Linked DNA regions of Callithrix jacchus: region 1 is linked to region 2. A link is a contact called in public Hi-C data. All regions are on one chromosome and are shown on one strand. Each heading gives the region's core, a stretch centred on a gene start, on an enhancer-like site or on the middle of the called end of the contact. The rest is flanking DNA. Distances are from core to core; before and after follow the strand shown.

Region 1 (6,111 bases), core at 2,777-5,276, 160 kb after region 2:
GAACTTTGATTCTAGAAACTGAAATAAAAGTTATTTCTACTTAACTCTGGATATATAAATAACTTCTTAAGTAGACTTTACAGTTTCAGTAAGAGCCATGAATCTGCTCAAATCCTAATAGGGCTGAATAAAAAAGACTTTTCTAAATAACATCTTTTCCTTAATTCCTGACCCTCCCTTTTTTGCTACACTGTTCTGTATTTAAGGTTTCTGAATGCCAGTTACTGACTTTAAAACTAAGATAATACATTTTGACAACAGAAAGTGCTAAATAAAGCACTCTGAAAATATTCATTATCCATTTTGAAGGTTTTATACCAAGAAATAGGAATATTCCCAGATATTAATCAATGTTAAGGGTATAGTATTTTCCCATAGTGTTTACCTATATAAATCAAGTTTTACATATGACCACATCACATTCATTAGACTTGTGGAAAGAGACTGTTTACAACACAGTTCCTTTTTCCTTTTCTTCTTTTGCTTGTCACTCTCTCTCCATCTGAATATTCGTCAACAGCCTCTCACACACTAAAAATCTAGTATATATCATTCCAGTTTTCTCTATAGACATGTAATCATATACAGACACACAAGCATACATACTAGGGTATTTACACTTCCTACACCCTCCCTTGACCCAAAGAACTAGGTCATTTTTCTCCATCTAGGCCTTCCCACTCAACAAAGTTGAATTACCTCTGGAAGATCCCTAAAAGTCAACTGGTGTATAGCTAATTTGTGTAAAGGAGTATAATATTCCAAAACGTACCATGCTCTATCCAACCACTCCCCCTACTGATGGGCATTCACTTTGCTCCTAGTTTTCTACCACTGCTAATAATGCTGCAATAAATATCCTTATCCTACGTCCTTGGATATTAGAGGCTTTATTTCCATAAAGTAGACTCTGGAGACTGGATTGTCCTGTCTAAAAATGTATCTGTTTTAGAAATATACTTTAAAGGCTACAGTAACTCCTTCTCACAGTCATGGATACAAGTTCCACTTCCAACACATACCTCCCACCTCCCCCGGCAAGAAACGTAATAGCTTTTTCCCAATCATTCCGCGATTAATAAATTGAGCATGGTAGGCAGAATTCTAAGATGACCTCCAATGAGTCCTATCACTATGTGGGAATGGAGCTTATGACTTGCTTCTGTCCAACAGAATATGGCCAAGGCAATGGGACAGTCATTCCCATGATTACACTCCATTATTAGCAGACTGAAGCCAGGGACTCACCTGATAGTTTTGAAGAAGTAAGATGTCACATAGTCAAGTGAGAGAACCTGTGAAAAGGCTGTGTGGAAGGAACCTGTAGCAGCCTCTAAGATCTCAGAGTGGCCCCCAGCTAACAGCCAGCAACAGAGTAGAGGCCTCAGTTCTATATCTGCAAGGAACTAAATTCTAACAACAACCATGTGAGATTGGAAGAAGACCTTGAGCTCCAGGAAAGAACGCAGCCTCCAACATCTATTTTTAAAAAAATATAGGAAGGACATCTTTGGCTACAGCCTTGCAAGACCCTAAGGCAGTGGACTCAGCAAAGCCAGGCTCAACTTCTTACTCACGGAAACTGAGATCATGAAGGTACATTGTGTGAAGCTTGTGGTAATTTGTTATGCAGCAAGAAAAAACTAAAACGGTGACTTATCATCGTTACTTCACTTGGTATTTCTCTAACTGCTCAACTTTGAGCACTAGTTCATCAGTTTGTAGGCAATCTGGATTTGCACTCTTATGAGTGACCCATTCGAATGTGTTTTGTCCAGTTTTTTCTATTGGTTGGCTTATCTTGTCAAATTAAGAACCCTGTATGTTACAAACTGTAATCATCTTTCCAAAGCTACCATATCGCTACTGACTTTCTTTATGGTACCTTTTGCCATATGGTAAAAATGTCAAATATGTCCTTTTTTTTTTTTTAAGACAGACTCTGGATTTATAGCTTTAGTTAAGGTTTCCCCAATACTTGAATTGTACATGAAGTCTCTTTAAGATTAAATTTACTACCCATTAAGTGGAGGTACAGCATCATAAAGGTCACCGTCCTGGTCTTCACACTGAGTAGGCTGAGGAAAAGGAGGAAGAGGAAGGGTTGCTCTTGCTATCTCAGGGGTGGCAGAGGCAAAAGAAAATCCCCATATAAGCAGACCCATGCATTTCAAATATGTTTTGTTCAAGGGTCAACTGTATTTAATTTAAAATTTACTAGATTTAATTAATAAGACAGATAAACTGAGTGTTGACTGCCTCATTGGAGGACACATCTGAAGATTCCTTAATTTAAATAAAAGCACTCAGTTCACTTAAAGCAATCTGATTTAAGGAAATGGCACACTCAATGCATGAAGAAAGCATACCTGACAAAAATATTTTAAGACTCCTTGTATTTAGCAAGAAGGTTTGAGACAGTATTCCCTTAGGTATGGTCTTTGAGCTGTTCATTAATTTAGCTAATGGGAAAATGCCAGGTGTTCATGATATCTGACTAGAGAAAAGTCTTTATATCCCAGTTGACTAATAAAGACCCTTGCTTCCACATAATTCTCAATCACAATATAAGCATACCCAGAAACTATTTAGCAACATGTCAACTTTCTACACATTCATGCCTTTGTTTTTATGTAATCATACCTATAGATGTTTAACCATCTGTAAAAGTTGACCTGGGCACTGCAGGTTCTGATGTTACATTACTCACATGTAAGTGTTTCTACATTAGCCATTTTAAGTAACTGTGCATAAGAAAAACCTACTTGAATCATTCTTCTGAATTCGTGGATACTAGATACTGCTAGACTTTCCCTAAAATACTTCTACCTTTTTCTGAGCATTTATAAGTTCCATTGTGGCCTACTTCATTAATAATACACAAATGCACTTAAATTCTGAAATTCAAGCAAAGAAATCCAAGATGATAAATAACAATAACAACAAACCAGGAAATCACTAGAGAAACCAAAAGTCTGGGCTCCCTAAGGCCTTTTTTATTAGAGCTGTAAATCACATCACTCAAAGGGGAACTTGGGGGAAGTTTGCACACAATCAAGTCTAACCTAGCAGCAGTACTGGAAATAACTACAGATGCAGTGCCAACAATGCTTGGATGATTGCCACCATGAGTAACATTTGTCAAGCATTTGTATGACTTAGCTCCACTACAAAGCAGCTCTGCTGTATGGTTCACAATATTTCAGTTAATTACACTTTTAAAAATTATCTCCAGTGAAACAAAAGCCAGTTGAAATCTCAATACATTCGAGAAGGAATCTGGTGCCCTAACATTGAAGCAAATGGTTGAGGACCACCTCCCAACATCAAAAACCCCACCAATATGTCTGAAGGCTGCAAAGGGATGCTCATCAAAATGGAAAGATGTCTACTAGGCAGTCACTTTTTCTCCCAAATATTTTCTAATTTTGTTACTTTTAAATCCTCCCTTCCTCTCTAAATCCCCCTCCCAAACATCCCTCTTAACTGGGTCAACAATTAAATCATACAGGATCCTGATGCTCTCAGAGTAATGCACATCTGTCTATTACATTGTACATTTACTGGAACCAGATCAAGGGAACCAGAAAAAACTGTGCTGCATTCAAACCTTCACCCTAAATGGGTAGCCCTGCAGTGCTACAACTTTCAAAGTTGACACTGACAGTTATCTCTACAAACACTGAAGGGCTCGCTGGTGCCAAACAGGATGTCCCTGCTAGGAAGTTCATTGACTATAAATGTTATGTGGTGTCATAACAAGCAATAACGTGCCAAGACTCTGGAGCTCCAGATTAACCACTGACAGACAACATGGGAAATGTGGTAAGTTCATCCTCATGAAACCAGAGCTCATGGGAAGCGCAGCGTTTAACACTTCCATTTACAAGCCTTTGGGGAGGAAAATCTGGATCACTACAAAGCTGGAGAAAAGTCTCCCTGTTGTAACTTAGGGCTGTAATGAAAATGACAAGAAGTACAACCAAGGGAGAAAGAGAGGGAGCAAAGTTCACCACCTAAGGCTTATCTGGAATCCAAAGCAATCTGGGTTAATATTTTATGATGCAGAATAAATCAAAGGTACACCCCTCACCTGCACTGTTATATCTGCCTGGTGACATCTGATGAGGAAGTGTTTAACAGACAGCAGACCACTGCTATGACACAAAGAGGCAGAGGGCCAGAGAGGTAAAGAACAAAAAGGAAGAGTAGGAGAAAGGGTACTACTGCGGTGTGCACCATGGGAAAGCAGAGAACCACAGTTTATTTTTTGGTCTACTTTTTTCCCCCCATATTTTATCCTGGCTCAACACACTTTTAATTTATTCCTCTAATTCTGAGTATCTCAAATATCTGAACCAGAATTTTTTAAATGAGAGAGAAATCTTGTTTACAAAGAAGTTTCCCTAAAAACTTTCTAAATGTATAAAAATTGTCATTTCACTGAGAAATCATCCAACTCCTGGCTCTCCTGTGACTGATTTTACTCTACAATAATAATTTCTAACACTTACAAGATTTTAAATACTTCGTTTCATTCAATGTCAGGACAACTCTGAGGTAGGTACAGGATTTCCACAGTAACCGCAAGTTGCAAGATCATATATCGCAAGCATGTGATGGAATAAGAAGTCCAACCCCAAGCCTACATTTAATTTATATCTTATACTTGGTATTATTAGAAGAGACACTCTGTTCAACACAAAGCTCTAGTTCTTTTACCTTAGGTCACATGTCCTTGCTATTTTTAAAGGTGATTTTTAGAATGAATCACCATAATGGCTTTGCAGACTATGAGTGTTCCTGATGCACCAGCCTGGCTATAAGCCATGGGCCAGATGAAGGGTCAGGAGGGCAAGTGGTTAAAAGGACTGAGTGGCTTCATCTCCTGCTAAAATTACACAGAGAAGACTAACTCAAAGCATTGCTGACACAGAACCGAACTGAGAACAAGCTACAATTTATCAAAGTAGAGCAAGTTAGAATTTAAATCAAAGGGAATGCCTTCTCTTGATTTTTAGGGCAACTAGCTCACCCTGGTGGACAGAAAACTCAACTACACAACCATCAATTTTCTCCCACACCACCTCATTAAAATACTGTGCTAAAGTTAGGGAAACTGACTCAGACCAATTGATATACTTGATGATTTAAGTTTGCTCAAACTTTATCACCAGATCTACCTAGCATATACAGTTAACTATCTAAAATGTGTTAGCAACTCTAATCCTGAAAATTTGTCTAAAATGTGAGATGTCTCTGAAAACTGCGTCAACTCAAATATAAGTCAGGATTTGTTTGTTGAAAACAACTAATAAATCTATAGCAAGAGTCACTATAATGAGCTTCTGTTATGCAACAGAGTTAATCCCCTATTTTTTTTTCAGAGGGAGTCTTGCTCTGTCACACAGGCCGGAGGGCAGTGGCACAAATTCGGCTCATCACAACCTCTGCCTCCTGGGTTCCAGCGATTCTACTGCTTCAGCCTCCCGAGTAGCTAGAACTAGAGGCACACACCACCATGCCCAGCTAATTTCGTATTTTTAGTAGGAACAGGGTTTCTCCATGTTGGTCAGGCTCGTCTTGAACTCCCGACTGCAGGTGATCTGCCTGCCTCAGCATCCCAAAGTGCTAGGATTACAAGCGTGAGCCACTGTGCCTGGCAATTTTTTTTTTTAGTAGAGACAGGGTTTCATATTACAGTTTCAATTTTTTGATCTGGTAGAAATCACCTAAACTTTAATAAAACTTAACCATTAGGCCGGGTGCAGTGGGTCACACCTGTAATCCCAGCACTTTGGGAGGCCAAGGCAGGCAGATCACGAGGTCAAGAGATCGAGACCATTCTGGCCAACATAGTGAAATCCCATCTCTACTAAAATATAAACATTAGCTGGGCGTGGTGGTGCACATCTGTAGTCCCAGCTACTTGGGAGGCTAAGGCAGGAGAACTGCTTGAACCCGGGAGGCAGAGGTTGCAGTGAGCCAAGATCATGCCACTGCACTCCAGCCTGGTGCCTGGCAACAGAGCAAGACTCTGTTTAAAAAAAAAAACTTAACCATTAAAACATTTATAATACTTATAGATATTTATTACCTTTATATAACAGG
Region 2 (6,161 bases), core at 1,244-3,743:
CCAGGAAGGACACCTGGACCTTCTCTTCCCTAGTCACTGAAAACTGCAGAAGGAAACCTAGGGAAGCCAGAGCAGTAGTACAGCAGAGCGGTTGAAAAATTTCAAGCTATGGAGTCAGATGGATGACTTAGCCTCGATTTCCCCACCCGTAAAATGGGAATCGTCATTAGTGGCTGCAACACAAGGGCCTGTGACAATTGAACATCATGCTACCTGTAAATCATCTCGCTCAATGGCCAGCATATCAAAAGCACAGGTAAAGCCTGCACAATGAATACTATTAACTGAAGGGGAAATGCCCGGCAAATAGAGGTGGTTCAACCAGGTGGGATTAAAAAGGAGAAAGGGATTAGGTGAAGGGGCCCAAGGGATAGCCAATCCTTTTATATGAAATTCTTAGTAGTGGAATGTAAGTTGGTTGTTTCTCTGATGACTTATGAATATACAAACCCCATTGCTAAACCCTAGGCATGATGAATTTTGATTGGGTCACAGAGAAAATCTGGATATGATATTCCCAGGACTGCTGGGTAGCAAGATTGGATTTCTACTACTTATAGAAATTCAAGAGGGAAGGGAGGGAAAGCGATGGAAGACTATTGTGCTAGTGTGTTGTAGGCCATGTTGGGTTGCAAGGAATAGAACCGCCTAAACTAATGGGGTGGGGTAACATGTGGGGCATTTCATGGTGGGTTCACACCATACTTCTGTACTCCCCAAATTTCTATGTTGCATCCTAAAAACCTTCCCCTCTCCCCCTGCCCCACTACCCCCAGCCTGCTCAGTTACTCTGCAGGGAAATAAAGCAAAGACTGCATTTCCTCCCAAGCAGCACAGTGGGAGAATGAATATCACAGGCGCCACTAGGTTTGCTCCAAGGAGCTTGGGATTTCTTGAGTCACAACCAAAGCATCTCTTTTGTCTGGCAAGGATCACCAGACCTCATTAATCATGCAGTTTGCAGTGACATGTCCCATGGCTAACACCCTTTCCCCATCACCCCCACTCCACCATGATGCCTAGGACAAAAGCCTTCTTGGACAGGTGACCAACTGAGACCACTGGACTCACTGAGAGTGGAGAGTAGAATAAAAAGAAGGTCTTGGCCAGGCGTGATGGTTCATGCCTGTAAGCCTAGCACTTTGGGAGGCTGAGGTGGGTGGATCGCTTGAGGTCAGGGGTTTGAAATCAACCTGGCCAATATGGCAAAATGCCGTCTCTACTAAAATACAAAAATTAGCCAGGCATGGTGGTGTGCGTCTGTAATCCCAGCTACTCGAGCAGCTGAGGCAGGAGAGTCTCTTGAACCCAGGAGGCAGAGGTTGCAGTAAGCCAAGATCACACCACTGTACTCCAGTCTGGGTGACAGAGTGAGACTCCACCTCAAAAAAATAAAAAAAAAAATCTTATTCCTGATCAAGGAGGATAAGTTGAGATCAGTTTGAAATCCTCATTGATGGGGCCCCACACATGCTTATTCAAAGTATATAGTAGGCACTCCTATGGACACCCAGCAATGGGAGATCAAGATAGCCAGGCTCGCCACTGCAAATCAGCTCAGTCACCTTTCCCCTTTATAGACTGGCATGCCCTCTCTCTGCCTTCGTGAGAGACAGAACACAGCATTAAAGTCACTGCCCCAACACGGCTGTACATGATCTCTCAGATCAAATGCCAAGCACTAAGTGTAGTTATGTGTCTCTTAGTTCACATGTTTGAAAGACAAGTTGCTTGGCTCATGGACTGGGCCTATGGATTGGTTCCTGGTGAGGAGTTTACCTTTGATACGGTCAGTGGTGGGAGGCAGGGGGATGGAGTCACATGGCACAGACATGAAGGCGTAGACACACCTCTTTCTTCATTAGGCTGTGAGGCACCAGACTCAGAGGTGGGACACGGGCTTGGCAGGCACCCCAAATATATCCACCACAAACAACCCCCAACCCAATTCAGATTTCACAAGTTCCCACTGAAGCATCATTACAGAGTTCTTGAAATCTAACCTATTCCAGAACATTCCCAGATGGACCAAAGAAGAACTGACACATCGTTGTATCCTCCCTTTCTCCCAGAATCAAAATTTTCAGTGTTATTTTGAAACTAGCTATACAGAAATCCCATTTTTCAGAGCAAAGTCTCCTGTGGTTAATGAAATAATAATCTCCCATTTATCTTTTCAACAAGTCTTGATTTTCACAGAGCAGGCTTGTTTCATGTGGGGGTACACCCATATGGGTGTTTCTGGGGCAACGGTGTGTCACAGAACAAGCCAATTAATTACAGGCGAGTTAATGGCCTTGTCCAGGTTAATAGTAAAGCCAAGTGCCTCTTGCTGAGTCTTCAACTCTTCATTAACTCAAATCCCAGTTGTAACTTTCCGCTAGGACTGTGAGTTCTGACTTTCCTTAATCCACCAGATAGAAGCAGAGCAACAGCAGAGGCTGTAAATACTCTGTCAGGGCATGAAGAATAACAACAATAAGGCATTCATATTAGGAGAGGAGATTCATTCATCACAGTTTGTTTACCCTCTCAACAACCCAGAAGAGTTGGTGTCACTGTCTCTGGGGAAGCAGCTGGCATAAGGAAATCAAATTGCGGTGAAAAGAATGTGAGCTTTGCAGTCATATGAACTTCATTTCAAATCCTGGCCAAAGCCTTCACTTCTCTGATAAGACAAATCTGCATGGCAGCTCTGACTGGTCACTTCCCATGCCCTAACCCTAATTAAAGAGTTTGACTATCACCCTGCTTCTCTGGTACTCAACCTTCCTTCCAAAAAAAGAGGGTAGGGGTGGTGATAATAGCCCCCACCTCACGGGATGATTGTGAAGGTGACATGAGATCACATGTGTGAAAGGACCCTATCTCTAGTAAGTGCTTATTCTCCTTTCCTAATGTAACTGACTTTTTCCAGGTTTGGGCTGATCTTCTAAGGTTTCTCAATGAGTGTCGTGACTGACTAATTCAACACAAAGAGAGCTGATGCGAAAAGCCAGGCTTTCTTTATTCTCCTGAGAAGAAAATTCCCTCTTGGGTAAGACCTACCCTCAGGCAGAGATCCCACCCTTCTTTGCAGATCCTTCTTCCATGGGGGCAGAGGCTTCTTGTTGTTGCTAATATTGGTCTTCTCCTAATTCTATAGAAAGAGAATTCCTAAGTTTAAACAGAATTTATGGTTAATGAGAGAGAGAGAGAGAAAGAGACAGAGAGAGACAGACAGAGACTATATTCTACATTTCCCAACATCCTTTGCAGCCAGACATGACCATGTGATTAAGTTCCCACCAATGGGATGTGAAAGGACATGAACTATGCAATGACCAGCTCTGACCCTTAAAATGATTAAGCTTCTCTTTCTCTTTTTGTGCTGGCTATAATGTGGACAAGAAGCTGGGGAGCCAGTTCTGACCCCCATGGAGGAAGACAACACTCTGAGCAACAAGATAGAAGAAACCTGTCCCCTTAACAGCCTCATACAGCAGAGATGTGCTAAACCACCCACCAACCTCCAGATTGTTACATGAGAAAGAAACACACTTCTGTCTGGTTACCACCATCGTATTTGGGGGCCCCTTTATTACATTGGTGCAGTCTACTCTGACTAAAACATTCACTTTCCTTTATCAAAATTTATCTTCAGATCTTGCCTGAAATAAGAACAGTCTGGAGCCAAGATCAGCCTTCAGAGTAGATTGGATTTCATAATCTGACTGCCTGTAAACCAGATTCAGCCCACAGACATGCTTTGGTTGGCTCCCACCATGCATTTTTAAAAATCTGAATTCATTGTCAACATTTACAAGTTGAGAAATTTCACATAAAAATCTAAACATCTAGCTTTTCTTGAGAAATCTCAAGGTCTAGCCACCCTAGGCCCACATCTTGCTTGGTGAAATTCAGCTGATGCTAAATTGTCCCTTTAGATGGGGTGAGCATGCCTCAGCTCACCATCATCAGTGCCTGTGGCAAATGCTATTGGGCCCTGGGGTCTTGCCATTTGGGGGTCTGATGGCCTGACTTCCAATCCCCAAGGCCTGTAGTCCTTCACCTGAGGACTCGCCTGCTTGGTACACATGCATTGCATTGAAATTAAAACATCCCCAGCAAATCCAACGAATGACTGATGGAGAAATACCCATTTCACAGATGGGCAGCTGAAGGGCACCTTTGACGCTGCCCTCTGGAGTCTGTGTCACAGTTGCCCACAGTGGTTTCACTCACACCATAACACACACCTGTCATTGACTGGCTGTCACTTCCTGGATGACCTTCCAAATCAACTGCTTATATTCCAATCCTGACCTCAAGGAACCTAAGTCTCAGATCCTGCCCTGGGGGGGATCCTAAATCACTAGTCCCTTTAGTTTTCCACCAAATGTTAGCATTTATCATCATGCTATGCTGTCATTTTTTTCTTCTGGTAGAGAAATATATATCTGTATTTAATATTTATCAAAAATGAAAAGATAGACTCAAAGGACAATGTGCTTCAGAAAAAAAAATAGGTGAGAGTATATCTCTTTGTGCAAGCAAAGACTATTTAGACATATTTAACATCCAAATACAGGTCTGCTGAGTGCACTGATGTTATCTGCCCGACCCCTGGGCATTTGTGTTTGTGATTCCTGGTGTTCAGCTCTGAAAGCTCTTTTTAAAACTCAGGAGTCATTACCCCCTGATTGTGAATGAGGTTCTTAGATTAGGGAGATGGCCATCTGGCAGCATGCTGAGGAAAAAAGTTGGAAGACACACGTTTCAGTTGGAGGAAGGAAGGATCAAAGGAAATCTTGTCACTTGGGCCAGGCCAGGGAGCTCAAGGTGGCATTGGTGGGGTGGGGAGAGCGGGGCGGGGGGGTGGGATTCAAGGGAGGTGAGAGCAGAAACCTAATCTTTTTGTAATCTTGTGAAAGTCCCTTCCCCCATAGTGTCTGCAGGGCTTTGGAGGATACACATCCTCCATTAGAGCATGGCTGCCCTCCCATTGACATGACACACCTTCTAGGTGCATCTCTCCTGGATATGCAAGAATACCTGAAGGGCAGAAGCTATACCTTATTCTACTTTTTATACCCAATAGCTGGCAGAGAGCTTGCCCCATAGCGGATGCCCAATAAAGATTTGTCTTGAATTTCTGCTGGCCATTGTGACCCTAGAGTAAGCCGATCAGAATTGCTATGTAAGCCAGGGGGCGCTGTGGTTCAGTGTTCATTTCTCAACTGGGTCACTGAAAAGATTTTTTTGGCTGTATGCTGCAGTGATTAAGACTGCACTAGCTGGCCCCATGTCACTTAGGAGGCAGTGGCATGGGCTTTTTGAAAAACTAGCTATCTCTTACCTGGTTTGCAATCAGCCCATATAAGAATGGAGGCTCTGGAGTCAGCCTGCATAGGTTCAAATCCCAATTTCCTCACTTACTAGCTGTGTGCCCTTGGACAAGTCACTTGACCTCTCTGTGCCTTCATAAAAAATGTGAATCTAATGAACTAGTGCATGTAAAGTATTTTGACCATGCCTGCACAGAGAAAGTGCTCAAAGCATGTTAGTTTTTTGTTTTGTTTTGTTTTTTTCTGAGACAGGTTCTCACTCTTTCACCCAAACTGGAGCACAGTGGTGCGATTTCGGCTCACTGCAAACTCCACCTCCCATGATCAAGTGAGTCTCCTGCCTCACTCTCCCAAGTAGCTTGGGTTACAGGTGCACGCTCCTACTGCCCAGCTAATTTTTGTATTTTCAATAGAGATGAGGTTTCACCACGTTGGCCAGCTGGTCTTGAACTCCTAATCTCAAATGATCCATCTGCCTCCTTGGCCTCCCAAAGTGCTGGGATTACAGATGTGAGCCATTGCACCTAGCCAGCATGTTCTACAAAAAATTAGCTGGCATGGTGGCGTGTGCCTGTAATCCCAGCTACTCAGGAGGCTGAGGCAAGAGAATTGCCTGAACCCAGGAGGCAGAGGTTGCAGTGAGCCAAGATCACGCCATTGCACTCCAGCCTGGGTAACAAGAGTGAAACTCCATCTCAAAAAAAAAGAAAGATATGCACAAAATATTAATCAATTATTTGACAGTGGTAATTTCTTATTATTCCTTTTCTGCTTATTTGTAATTGCTGATATTTTTTCTTTACAATAAAGTTATATGACCTCTATAAGCTTACT

What was found. Hi-C and Micro-C count contacts between places; a contact is called where the count stands out from the background.
Region 1: a contact with region 2 is called in a Hi-C map of induced pluripotent stem cells, with 5 times the contacts expected there. The contact joins two enhancer-like sites. A contact is called at or near these places in 3 of 3 Hi-C or Micro-C datasets (induced pluripotent stem cells and skeletal muscle).

Annotation. Positions count from the first base shown.
Region 1 is chr15:54,605,230-54,611,340 of calJac240_pri, forward strand. The region is part of intron 6 of SHQ1 (SHQ1, H/ACA ribonucleoprotein assembly factor); the gene reads right to left. Among named protein-coding and RNA genes, the nearest start is that of SHQ1, 26 kb to the right of the region's middle. Within about 2 kb of position 4,027, at least 4 of the 16 cell types and tissues checked have an H3K27ac peak or open chromatin away from gene starts, as enhancers often do.
Region 2 is chr15:54,449,533-54,455,693 of calJac240_pri, forward strand. No RefSeq gene overlaps it. Among named protein-coding and RNA genes, the nearest start is that of SHQ1, 180 kb to the right of the region's middle. Within about 2 kb of position 2,494, at least 3 of the 16 cell types and tissues checked have an H3K27ac peak or open chromatin away from gene starts, as enhancers often do.